Linked DNA regions of Rattus norvegicus: region 1 is linked to region 2. The links are chromatin contacts, called in public Hi-C maps. All regions are on one chromosome and are shown on one strand. Each heading gives the region's core, a stretch centred on a gene start, on an enhancer-like site or on the middle of the called end of the contact. The rest is flanking DNA. Distances are from core to core; before and after follow the strand shown.

Region 1 (6,955 bases), core at 589-3,088, 120 kb after region 2:
TGTGGGGGAATAAAGTAAAACACATACTGTTCCCAGAAGAACTCCTTAAAACCCGGCTCTGATTCACCCTGCGGGTTAACTTCTGCTGTACAGGAACTCTCTGGAAATGGACAGCTGGACAATGGGGCTAAGAAAACTCCAAACAAGAAAACTCCCCTTGCCCACCTCCTAAGTCCTGGATGTCTATTTAAGGAGGCCCTGCCAGCCAGGCCTAGGCCAGAGGGAGGCACAGTAGTGCCTGTTACACAGGGACACAGGGGAAATGGACTTGCATGCCCTTGGTAAGCTCTGGCGGCGGCGTTTCCCAAGTTAAGGACACCGGCCACAATGGAATGGAGTCTATTGGCATTTGCCTCTCCGTTTTAACACTAAGCATTTTCTTAGTTCGTGAAATACGAACTGACAAGCACCCCCACCCCTCCCCACCCCCGCGCGCACACACCCTCCAGAGTCAAGCCCAGTCACACAGGACAGCACCCAGCCTCCTCCAGCTCCTACCAACGAAATCGGGCCCAGGGAAGGGGAAAGGGGGCCGAGGGCGCAAGCCAACACTCGCGTCGTTGCCTTCGGGACCCGCACCAACTCCTCTGTGGAGGCTCCTCACCCCTAAAAATTTCAGGAACTGGGACAGGGGTTGGGAGGGAAAATGAGCTGCGTGTCCGGTGCCCGCCGCCAACCCACCTCTCGAGTCCGGCCCTCGCCCACCTCTATTCAAAGGCGCCTTCTGCTCCGCGGACGAGAAACAGCAATGCGGATCGGCCACCACCCGCGCGCAGGGGACCTTGCGGGGAAGGAGGGAGGCGGGCCTGGAGGGAGCAGGGCACTCCCACCCCTTCCCCAGCTGGGGGAGGACAGCCCGCTGCGGGAACCCCGCCGCCCCAGATCTAAAGGGGGATGGGTGCGCAAGGCCGCTGGCCACCCACCTCGCCTCGGTCGCCCACCTTCCCAGGGTCTGCGAGGCGGGAATATGCAGGACACCCGGCTGACCCTACCTGGGGCGGCTGGGCCTCAATCTCCCCTCCTCCCTCCCGACTCCCCACCCAGCAGTGAGGCTCATTTCAGGAGAGGGTCCCCCTGCGACCTGCACCCTGGCTCAGCCGCTCTTCCATCACAGGCAGGGGACCCAGCAAGGGGGTGGGGCGGGGAGACCAATCGCCCCTAGCACACACGCGAGGGGCAGGGGGCCGCCCGGGCCGTCCATCTTGGCCGTCTGGGGGGAGGGGACGCGATGGTGCGGGAGGCTGGACACGGCCTGAGAAGCCCGAAGGATCTGCCGGCGCCTCCCGCCCCTCCGCGGGCCCCCGGCCCATCGCTACGCCGGCCGGTCACGGGGCGAGGCGGGGGAGGGGACGAGCGGCGCGGGATCGGCCAGGCGGGCGCGGAGGGGGCTGGGGAGCCGACACCCACCTGCCCAGGCCGGGACGCCCGCCGCCCGCGACCGCCGAGGAAGACGCCACCGGCGCGGCAGGGGCCGGCACCACGGAAGACGAGGTCGACGCGGCCGAGGCCGGCGCGGCGCCGGGCGACGAGAGCAGGCCGCCGCCGGGCTTGCGGCCACTGGCGGGCGCGGGCGGCTGCGGCTGCGGCTTCAGCGACATGGTGAGCGGCCCATACACCGGCTCGCACGCCGGGCGGGGACAGCCGGGAGCCGGGCGCGCTGAGGAGACGCCGGAGCGCGGCGGGGACGCGCGGACGCCGAGCGGGCAGGCGCGGGCTGGCGCGGTCGCGGGTGCCAGAGGCAGCAGGACGACGACGAAGGGGCGGGGAGGCCCGCAGACACCGAACAGCCGCCGGGAGCCGGGCCGGGACGCGCCGTTGCCGTTGCTACCAAAACAGTCTGAGGCGCAGGGCGGCGAGCGCGGCCCGCGGGGAGGGGCGCCGGGGCCGCGCGGGGGAGGGCCGGCGGAGGGATATGCTACCGCGCCGCCCCGCCCGCCGCGCCGCGCCGTCCGCGGGAGCGAGCGCCGCGCGGCCCAGCCCGACAGGCGGCGCGGCTCGGGGCCTGCCGCGGGCCGCTGAGCGGCGTCTGTCGACGGACGCATGGGAGCCGGGCTCGCGGACGCGTACGGGGCGACGCGGCCTGGAGGGCGCGGAGATGCGAAACAGAGCGGGGGGGACTCTTTACCGGAAGTCGGAAGGGTCAGGCGGAAGTCGAACGTGAGACGGCTCGGGGGCCGATCGGGGACACGTGAGGAGCGGGCGCAGCGCTGGGCCGCGTTCGCTCTCCGGGGTCGGGGTAGGGCCGTGGGGGATCCGCCCTCGCTGAGGCGGGTCTGCCCTTCGAGGAGGGAATGCTTGTCTTCGGCCGCTGGCCCTGCTTCGCGGACGGGCACCGTGGGCTGCCCGGGTGTCCTCAGCCCCCTTCGGGGACCTTGGTTTCCCCCCCACCAGATGCAACATAGAGGATGGCCCGCGGGCGCCTTCGGGGCGGAGACCTGCATTCGGGCCTGGCACACAGTAGGCCCCCAGGTGCCACTGCGTGCTTGGTTTCCCTGCCAGCGTGGGAAGCTTGCCACCACTGAAGCCACCGCCAGCTGCTTCACTTTGCCCCACTTTATTCACCCCAGCGAACTGTTGGGTATCTGACCTTCATTTGAACCCTTTTTTCCCCTCACTGGAACGTCTTACTCCTCCTTCAGGCGACTCCAAAGGGAAATGGACGTGATTGGTAGAGCTGGGTAATGGGGGTCTTACCGTGGATAATGGGGTCTCCCTCATTGGAGACCTCGCAAAAATGTCAACTTTAGACCTTGACCCCTTTTAAAAAGTTTTACTTTAACTCGGGAAGGCCACCAAACTAGCCCTTTTTTTTTTTTTAAGGTGTTGTAATTAAATTGGAAGCAAATGGGTAACTTTTTGCAATGAGTTTAGTTGGTTTTTTGGGTTTTTTTTCTTTTTGTTTTTTTAAGTGAAATTGCTTAAGGGGATGATGGGCAGAGGACAGCAAAATCCGAGTCAATCTATTAAAATCATTCCCGGGAATTAAAGGCAGGCATGGTGTTCATGCCTTTAATGTATGAATTTAGGAAATGGAGGCAGGATTAGCCGGTCAAGGTCATCCTCACCTACACAAGGGAATTCTCTAGGCCAGGCTAACCTACAAGAGACCCAGGATAGGGGTTAGGGATTTAGCTCAGTGGTAGAGCGCTGGCCTAGCAAGCGCAAGGCCCTGGGTTCGGTCCCCAGCTCCGAAAAAAAAGAAAAGAAAAAAATAGAGACCCAGGACAATTAAATGAGCAGTGAACCCTGGTTACGGCACATGGCTTTAATCCCAACACTGGACAGATACTGGATCTCTGAGTTCCAGACTTGCTGGGTCTACATAGATTAAAAAGTAGCTAGCAGACAGCTCAGAAGGTAAAGGCCCAAGCCGCGGAAGAAGCTCACCTTCTAACTCTTATCCCTGGAGATCACATGTGGAAGAAGAAAACTTGACTCCTTGGAATTGTCCCCAGATCTCCTCTCTTGGACTGTGCCAGTTGTGTGCCCACACATATATAAGCAATAAGTATGACCTTGGTGGTGGTGGTTTTCATTCTTGTTCTTGTTTGGTTTTTCGAGACAGTGTTTCTCTGTGTAGCCCTGCTGTTCTGGAACTCACATAAGAGCCACCGGCCTGCTGGGATCAAAGACCTGCTCCACTGTGACCAGCCAAAAATATGACTTTTAAAAAAAGAAAAATGTATCTGGGGTGTCAGTTTTAGAAAGGGAGCCTAAGGCGTAGTGGTGGCTCTCCAGCTCTACACCCCTGGTCCATCCATGAATAATTAAAAAGAAAAACTCAGCGTATTAGAGTCACTAGTATAGTCCAGTTGAAATTAAATTAACCTCATAGCCCAAATAAAAATTGTCACATTTGGGGCTGGAGAGATGGCTCAGCGGTTAAGAGCACCCAACTGCTCTTCCAGAGGTCCTGAGTTCAATTCCCAGCAACCACATGGTGGCTCACAACCATCTGTAAAGAGATCCAATGCCCTCTTCTGGTGTATCTGAAGACTGCTACAGTGTACTTATATATAATAAAATGAATAAATCTTTAAAAAAAAATTGTCACATTTGGCGAACACTTTAAAAAAGGTTGGGCTGGAGAGATGGCTCAGCGGTTAAGAGCACTGACTGCTCTTCCAGAGGTCCTGAGTTCAATTCCCAGCAACCACATGGTGTCTCACAACCATCTGCAACACAATCTGATTCCCTCTTCTGGTGTGTCTGAACAGAGTGACAGGGTACTCACTTATATAAAAAATAAATAAATAAGGGGTTGGGGATTTGGCTCAGTGGTAGAGCGCTTGCCTAGGAAGCGCAAGGCCCTGGGTTCGGTCCCCAGCCCCCCAAAAAAGACAAACAAACAAATAAATAAATAAATAAATAAATAAATAAAATCTTTAAAAAATAATTGTTATTGTTATTTCCTAAGAACATCGAGAGAGGGAAAGTTAGTCTTCCTAAATGTAGTGGGCCTTTATAAAGTTAGCCTGAAGAAACCTGACATGAATGCAAACCTTGAGGGGTTGGGGATTTAGCTTAGTGGGAGAGCACTTGCCTAGCAAGCCAAGGCCCTGGATCCAGGCCTCAGCTCTAGAAGAAAAAAAAAAAAAATTACATCTTTAAATGAATGCAAGCCTTGAATCCCAACCCTTCGGAGGTAGAGGTGGGAGGGAAAACAGTTCAAGGCCAACCTTGGCTACTAACTAACCCATTTTTACCAGCCATGTGAAACACTGTTTCCAAAAGAAACCAAAATAAGTAACAAGTCTAGTATTTGAAGCAGTGCTTGATTCCTAAATTGAAAATGAATTAGTAAAATGTATACTAATCACTAATACCAGGAGTTGCATGTTAAAGTTATTTTTGGTTTTGGGGTTCCCCCCCCCCCGAGCTGAAGACTGAACCCAGGGCCTTGCCCTTGCTAGGTAAGGGCTCTCTATCACTGAGCTAAATCTCCAACCCCTAAAGTTGTTTTATAATTTATTTTTACTTTATGTGCATGGGTGTTTGGCCTGCACATAGGTCTGTGGGGGGAGGGAGTCAGATCCACTGGAAATTTGAGTTAGAGACATATGTGAACTGCCATGTGGGTGCTGGGAATTGAACCTGGGTCCCCTAGAAGAGCAAGCAATACTCAAACCATTGACGGTTGAATGATCTTTCCAATACCAAGATAGGCTTTTAAATAACGGAAAGGAAATCGGGCAGGGAGTGGGGTGATGACAAAAGACTAAGAAAAGACTTATACAAACAGAACAGCCAAGGCCATGTCCCAAGCACACTGTGAAGGAGAGGATTTGAAGAAAGCCTGACTTTGTTAGATATATATGAAAAGGCCTGAGGACTGAGTCCAAGCCCCAGCATCTGTATATGTTAGGAGAGAATAGATTCCCATTACAGTTGTCTGCTGGCTGGCCACAGGTGCACATCCACACACATGAAACACGCAAAATCAATACATCTATGTGAAATAAAAAGGGTAGAATTTTGAAAAATAAGCTAACTTTAAAGTTATAAAGTAAAATCTGCAGGTACTTGGCAAGGTTCTGAGACTACAACCACAGTCAGCAGGGACCTGATGGCTGCCACAGGCATGTGAATAAATTTGGTAACAGGTCACACCTCAGTCAAATCTCCATGTCTGAAGCCTTTGCCTACTAGAGACCTGGAACTTGGATCACCAAGTTGAACTGCACTGTGCATGCATATGCCTGTGTATGTGTGAGTGTTCATAGAGCCAGAGATAAACATCAGGTGACTTCCCAAATCCTTCTCTACCTTGTAGTCCTAGCTGGCCTGGAATTCACAGAGATCTGATTGCCTCTGCCTCACACCTGGCACATCCAACATTTTTTTTTCTTTTTTTCTTTCTCTCTCTCTCTCTCTCTCTCTCTCTCTCTCTCTCTCTCTTTTTTTTTTTTTTTTTTTTTTTGGTTCTTTTTTTCGGAGCTGGGGACCGAACCCAGGGCCTTGCGCTTGCTAGGTAAGCGCTCTACCACTGAGCTAAATCCCAAACCCCAATAAATAAATCTTAAAAAGAAAAAAAGAGGGGTTGGGGATTTAGCTCAGTGCTAGAGCGCTTGCCTAGCAAGCGCAAGGCCCTGGGTTCAGTCCCCAGCTCCGAAAAAAAGAAAAGGAAAAAAATGTATTTATTTATTATATATAAGTACACTGTAGCTGTCTTCAGACACATCAGAAGAGGGCATCAGATCTCATTACAGATGGTTGTGAGCCACCCATGTGGTTGCTGGGATTTGAACTCAGGACCTTTGGAAGAGCAGTCAGTGTTCTTAACCACTGAGCCATCTCTCCAGCCCCACATCCAACAATTTCAGCTGGCCTGGAGATCAGACTCAAAGTCGAGTCGTGTTTGCTCACTTTCCCAGCTGAGCCATCTCTCTAGGACCGGACTGCAGCCGAACCCTTAACCTTCTGTTGCTTGAGTTGCTAGTCCAGGGTCATTTTCACACAGGAAATCCACTGGTGGTGCAAGAGACCCAGTCAGTGACTCTGAGTTCTCATCCTCAAGCATCCTCAGTGACATCACATCGACCTTACACTGTAATCTGTTGTTCAGCGATGGGGCACTCTCGTGTACATGACCCAAATGTGTTTCCTGCAAGGCTCAGGTGCCTTCGGGATTCTCTGCAGACAAATCCAAGCCTGAGCTAACACCATTCTATATTATTAGCAGCTTCTCACTTTGACCTGTGTTTGGGAAAGTGGATGCATACCAGGATTCCCAGGGAAATGAGGGAACAACTTCCAGGAGTCAGTTTCTTCCTCCTGCTGTGTGGGACCTTGAAAGAGAGCCTGGGGCCTGGGGCTTAGGCTGAACCATCTTGCAGGACTCCTAGTTAATGAAATCCCAGACTGTGGAAGGTGGAGGCAGAAGGAACAGGGAGGGGTTTGTGATCTTCCATTAGTTGGTTGAGTCAGCATGAGCCATGTGAGACCGGGACACACA
Region 2 (6,681 bases), core at 1,653-4,152:
CCACAGTTGCCCTGGGACTTCACCTGTGTGTGTGTGTGTGTGGAGGGGGAGCACAACAGAAAAGAAAAGTGTAATATTTTAAAAGTCCATACGGTTGGGGCTCAGGAGACGGTCAGTTAATAAGACACTTGCTGTGCAAGTATGACGACCTTAGTTCAGAAGCAGAGTCCAGATAAAGAGCCAGGCACCCATGTGTACTTTTTGGGTAGTGGTTTAGTCCTGGGGAGCTCAGGTCGGTTGGCCTTGTTGGTTTTTTTTTTTTTTTTTTTTTTTTTTTGGAGCTGGGGACCGAATCCAGGGCCTTGCGGTTGCTAGGCAAGCCGCTCTACCACTGAGCTAAATCCCCAACCCCAGCATTGTTGTTCTTATGGGATTGCAAACCCCTTCAGCTCTTTCGATCCTTTCTCTAACCCTCCAACGGGGACCCCATTCTCAATTCAATGGTTGGCTGCTAGCATTCGCCTCTGTATTTGACATGCTCTGGCTGTGCCTCTCAGGAGACAGCTGAGGCTCCTGTCAGCATGCACTTCTTTGCTTCATCAATCTAGTTTTGGTGGCTGTATATATATGAGCCACATGTGGGACAGGCTTTGAATGACCATTCCTTGTCTCTGCTCCAAACTTTGCCTCCATATCCCCTCCTATGACTATTTTTGTTCCCCCTTTTAAGAAGGAGTGAAGCGGGTTGGGGATTTAGCTCAGTGGTAGAGCGCTTGCCTAGCAAACGCAAGGCCCTGGGTTCGGTCCCCAGCTCCGAAAAATAGAAAAAAAAAAAAGGAGCGAAGCATCCGCACTTTGGTCATCCTTCTTCTTGAGTTTCATGTGGTCCATGGATTGCACCTTGGGTAATCCAAGCTTTTGGGCCAATATTCACTTATCAATGAGTGCATACCATGTGTGTTTTTCTGTGCTTGGGTTATCTCACTTAGGATGATATTTTCTAGTTCCAGCCATTTGCCTATGAATTTCATGAAGTCATTGTTTTTGATAGCTGAGTAGTACTCCATTGTGTAGATGGGAGGGGGGAGTGGATGGGGAGGGGAACACCCTTATAGAAGAAGGGGAGGGGGATAGGATAGGGGGGCTTATATCCGGGGAAACTGGGAAAGAGAATAACATTTGAAATGTAAATAAAAAAATATCCAAAAAAAAAAAAAATAGAGCTAGGCACCAGCATGCGGAATTGTCCTGGTGGGGACAGGAGGAAACCTGAGACTGCCCAACCACAAAGCCTTCCCCTGGAGCTGGCCCAGGACAGGAAAGACCAGAGCCCTCCACTTCAGGAGCAGATTTGTAAGGACTTGAAGATTTCCTTCAGTGGTAGATTCGGATGTGCTAGTGTGAACCAGATAAACCCTTTCCTCCCCATCTTGATTGTGGTCCTGAGGTTGCATGGTAGCAGCAGGGACTTGACTAGGGCAGGTGTGTGCTGCTCTCTCCCTCACTTTACAGATGAGGGATTGAGGCTTAGGGAGGTGGTGGGCCACCTGCTGTCCCCAACCTGGGATCTAGGGTCACCGGCTTCCAACAGCCTGCCATTGTGCCTCCTGGGGTCATTTGTTGTCTCTAGAGTTGTTTGTTCCTGCAGCACTGAGGATGGCTGAGTGCTTTAGCACCCGGGTTGCACCCTCTCCCCACCCCCAGGCTTCAACATGGGTGTGGTACATCCACAGGATGGAATGTTACTCAGCTGTCATAAGGAATGCAGTGTGACACCAAGGCCACCGTGACTCTGCAAGGAGTGCCAGCCTAATCAGAGAGATTAGAGCAGCAACTCCATCCTTCCTGTAACACAGGCAAGTGAATGAGTCATGGCAACCCTCTGTCACTGAAAGCTACACCCCCAGGGGACTAGGGCTGTCTTTAGGTGGAGGTCCCTTTTCAGGTGGTTTTGAAGGGTGTGTAGGAGTTGACCACACAGGAGAAAGGGAGAAGATATGGAACAGCGTAGCAGAGTCTGGGAGAATGAGACAGAGGGGTCCCTTAGCCTGGGTGTGGGTGTTTTGCAAGTACGGATGAGTCTGAGGTAGTGGGGGAGCTATGGAGGGTTGTAGAGTGTGCATGGGCAGGCAGGGCATCCCCAGATTGATGCCTTGTATCAATGGCATGGACTGAGCACCTATCATGTAACAGATTGCCACGTTGAAACCTTTGCCTCAGTTTCCCCCTACAACCCAACCACGTAGAGTACTTATTTCCTCATTTGTGGTTTGCTCTGTTTCGGCAGGGTCTCTCATGAGGTAGTTCTGGCTGGCACAGAGAGCCACCTGCCTCTACCTCCTGAGTGTAGGGATTAAAGGTGTGTGCCACCATGCCCGGCTTGGAGTTCTTTTTTTTTTTTTTTTTTAAAGATTTATTTATTTATTATATATAAGTACACTGTAGCTGTCTTCAGATACACCAGAAGAGGGCATCGGATCTCTTTACAGATGGTTGTGAGCCACCATGTGGTTGCTGGGAATTGAACTCATGACCTCTGGAAGAGCAGTCGGGTGCTCTTAACCGCTGAGCCATCTCTCCAGCCCTTGGAGTTCTTTCTTATCCTTGCTTTATGGATGACGGATGAGGAAATGAAGACCAGAGGATACTAAGTCGCTGGGGTGAAGCCAAGGTCCCCAGTATCCTCCCCTCCTCTCAAGCTCTGTCCAAAGAAAGGTGATGAATGGGGAACCAGATAAATGATTATTTATTTATTTATTTATTTATTTATTTATTCATTCATATATTCATTAATCATTGATTGAATGATCGATTGATTGATTGATTTGGAAAAGCGCCTTCTAAGGGAGAGAACTCTCTTGAAACCCACGTCTTCCACCTTTGGTGGCGCTGTAGCCCGAGGGTCCGGGTCTCAGGGAGGCAGGCGGCAGCTGCGCGGCCGCCCAAGACCAGCAGAGGGCGCGCGAGCCTCGTGACTGCTGTAGTCGTCAGACTCCAGCCCAGGAAGCGGGCGCCGGTCGGGGAGAGGACCCGAGTCTTCAAACTGCGGAGCAATTAGGGCCTTTAATTACCAGGATTGGAAGTGGACGAGCCTCGAGGGGCCTCAGGGCACTGAGTCACTTCCCCAGAAACCAGATTCCCAGGGCTGGCGGAAGAGGGGGCGGCTGCGCTTCCCTGAGGCCGGGTGCTGGCCAGGATTGGGCTGAAGCCAAGACCAGGAGCCACGGGTGGGGCGAGGGTAGCGGGGTGCAGGTTCCTGGTGGCCCGTTGTGGGTCTTGGAGAGGGCACCTCCGTTTCTGTGCCTCAATTTCTTCCTCCATCAAGAGGAGTAGAGCAGCCCCCTTCCCCTGCATAAGGTTGTTGGCCAAGCAAGCTATGAACCTGTGGAAAACCCTCCAAATCGTTTCCACAGGACCCAGGCGAGATGGCCCACATCTGTTAACCCAACACTCAGGCAGGAGGCTGCAAGTTCACAGCCATCCTGAGCTACTTAGTGAGTTCCAGGATAGCTTAAGCTACAGTCTCGAAGCTAACACAAACACATCATTAATTATTCTCCTATTTCTCTTTATTTCCAGCGCCGGGTACAGTAGATGAGAGAGCCCCGAGCAGAGACTGCTTCAGTCTCTCAACATCTGTGTGACTTTGGCTCTGGGCCTCAGTTTCTTCAGAAGCACAGGGCAAATGAACAAATAGCCCCTTCCTTCAGGACAGGCATGGCCTTGGCTGGGCACACATAGTTCGAGCATGACACCAGCCTATACTTGTATTGAACAAGGGCTTGGGGCAGATTTCACGTGGAAGGCACAGAAAAGGGAACCCTAGCCCCAGAGAGGAAGCAGAGGAATCTGGTTCCTTAGCTCAGCAGATCAGACCCACCGGAATCCTGCTTGGGAGGTCGGAGTGCCTGGTGCACACACTCCAGCAGAGTGCGTAATCTATGCCAAGGCCAAAGCTGCCCTCTGAGCTCTTTTTTTTTTTTTTTTTTTTAGATTTATTCATTTATTACATATAAGTACACTGTAGCTGTCTTCAGACACACCAGAAGAGGGCATCGGATCTCTTTACAGATGGTTGTGAGCCACCATGTGGTTGCTGGGAATTGAACTCAGGACCTCTGGAAGAGCAGTCGGGTGCTCTTAACTGCTGAGCCATCTCTCCAGCCCCCCTCTGAGCTCTTTCAGCCATTGCTGAATCCAAGTATGGGGAGCAGAGTAGGTGACCGCCACAGGACCTTCTTAGGGTATTAGCTAGCAATTGCTGTGTAACAAACTGCCCCACCCCACCCCACCCCCGCCCCGGGGCCTTTCTTAGGTAATTCTCCTTGATTGTCACATGGTTTTGGAAATTCAGATTCGGTTTCAGGAGTTGGGACTCAAGGTCATGAAGGACGGTGAAGTCTCAAATGGAATCTGAGCTTGGCAGCTGGACATTTCCTTTGACATCGGCAGTTGGGGAGGCTGAGGCAGGAGGATCAAGAGTTTCAGGTCATTGTCATGGCAACTGTGTGGAGGTCAGGGGACAACATATGGGAGTCAATTGTTCCTTCTCCTATGGGGGTCCCAGAGATAGGACTCAGGTCGCCCTCCTCTGCTGGGCCATCTCAACAACCCAAAATAAATAGAGAAATATTTTTTATTTTTAAAGATTTATGTATTATATATAAGTACACAGTAGCTGTCTTCAGAGACACCAGAAGAAGGCATCAGATCCCATTACAGATGGTTGTGAGCCACCATGTGGTTGCTGGGATTTGAACTCAGGACCTCTGGAAGAGCAGCCAGTGCTCTTAACCTCTGCATCCCCATAAAGATTTTCTTACTATTTTAAATTTAATTTTTTGAAATTTTCATTCATATGTAATTTTTCACTTCTCTTTATAAATACTTTTGTCATTGTTGCTTGAGACAGATCTTCTCTGTGTAACCCTGGCTGTCCTGGAACTCACTTTGTAGACCAGACTGGCCTTGAACTCAGAGATCTGTCAGCCTCTGCCTCCTGAGTGCTGGGATTAAAGGCATGTGCCACCACTACCGGGTAATAAATACTAATTTTTTTCTTTTTTTTGGAGCTGGGGACCGAACCCACGGCCTTCCGCTTGCTAGGCAAGCGCTCTACCACTGAGCTAAATCCCCAACCCCAAATACTAATTTTTTTTAAAGACATAAATCTTTATTTTATGTATCAGTACAGTGTCGCTGTCTTCAGACACACCAGAAGAGGGCATCAGATCCCATTACAGATGGTTGTGAGCCACCATGTGGCTGCTGGGAATTGAACTCAGGACCTCTGGAAGAGCAGTCAGTGCTCTTAACCGCTGAGCCATCTCTCCAGCCCTAAGTACTAATTTTTAAAAGGGCTGGAAGTCAGTCATGGTGGCACACACCTGTAATCCTAACATTTGGGGAGCTGTGGCAAGATTGCTGTGGACTTGAGGACAGCCTGGGGTACACAGCAAGACCCTTTGAAAACAAAACTCAAAAGTGGGAGCTACTGGGGTACTTTGCTGGGTACTCTTTTTTTTCCTTGCTTTTTTTTTTTTTTGAGATTTATTCATTTCGGGGCTGGAGAGATGGCTCAGCGGTTAAGAGCACTGACTGCTCTTCCAGAGGTCCTGAGTTCAATTCCCAGCAACCACATGGTGGCTTACAACCATCTGGGATCCAGTGGGATCTGATGCCCTCTTCTGGTGTGTCTGAAGACAGCTACAGTGTGCTCACATACATGAAATAAATAAAATCTTTTTTAAAAAAAGATTTATTCATTTATTATATATAAGTACACTGTAGCTGTCTTCAGACACACCAGAAGAGGGCATCGGATCTCTTTACAGATGGTTGTGAGCCACCATGTGGTTGCTGGGAATTGAACTCATGACCTCTGGAAGAACAGTGGGGTGCTCTTAACCACTGAGCCATCTCTCCAGCCCCCTTTTCCTTGCTTTTTTAAGATTTATTATTTTATTTCATGTATAACTGTAGCTGTTTTCAGACACACCAGAAGAGGGCATCGGATCTCATTACAGATGGTTGTGAGCCACCATGTGGTTGCCAAGAATTGAACTCAGGACCTCTGCAAGAACAATCAGTTCTTTTAACCACTGAGCCATCTCTCCAGCCCCTTGATGGGTTCTCTTAAGGAGGCCCAGCTAACCAACTCCTCAAGATGGTGTCCTCCCATGTTCGCCCAGAGTTGGTGGCCTGAGGGACTCTCCTCTTCATGAAGCAGGGGTACTATCCACACTGATGAGGTCCTCCTGACTGTTTCTGCCTCCCCCCTGCTGGATTTATAAGTGTGCCCTGGCCTGCCAGCTGTACATTTCATTTCTTTTTTGGCACAGAGTCTTACTATGCACTCTGGCTGGCCCAGACTCAGGGTGATCCTCCTGCCTCTTCCTCCAGAGTGCTGTCATCACACATGTGAGGCATCGTGGCAGCTTGAGCTGCACATTTTTTTTTTTAATGATTTTATTTACTTAATGAATTTGGGTACACTCTAGCTGTCTTCAGTCACACCAGAAGAGGGCATCAGATCCTGTTATAAATGGCTGTGAGCCACTATGTGGTTGCTGGGAATTGAACTCAGGACCTCTAGAAGAGCAGTCAGTGCTCTAACCACTGAGCCATCTCTCCAGCCCCAGCTGCACATTTTAATAAACATTAAAATCATACGTACCAGGTGGGTTTGGAGGTTCACACCTGTTGCTGCTTAGCATGGGTAAGACAGAGGCTGGGGGATTA

What was found. Hi-C and Micro-C count contacts between places; a contact is called where the count stands out from the background.
Region 1: a Hi-C map of psoas muscle shows a contact between it and region 2, with 2.3 times the contacts expected there. The contact joins the promoter of Atxn2 here to the enhancer-like site in region 2.

Annotation. Positions count from the first base shown.
Region 1 is chr12:40,507,834-40,514,788 of GRCr8, forward strand. It overlaps Atxn2 (ataxin 2), which reads right to left and starts at 1,839. Exons shown (of 25, transcript NM_001419737.1): 1 at 1,408-1,839. The coding sequence starts at 1,598.
Region 2 is chr12:40,382,504-40,389,184 of GRCr8, forward strand. No RefSeq gene overlaps it. Among named protein-coding and RNA genes, the nearest start is that of Sh2b3, 6.8 kb to the right of the region's middle. Within about 2 kb of position 2,903, at least 24 of the 93 cell types and tissues checked have an H3K27ac peak or open chromatin away from gene starts, as enhancers often do.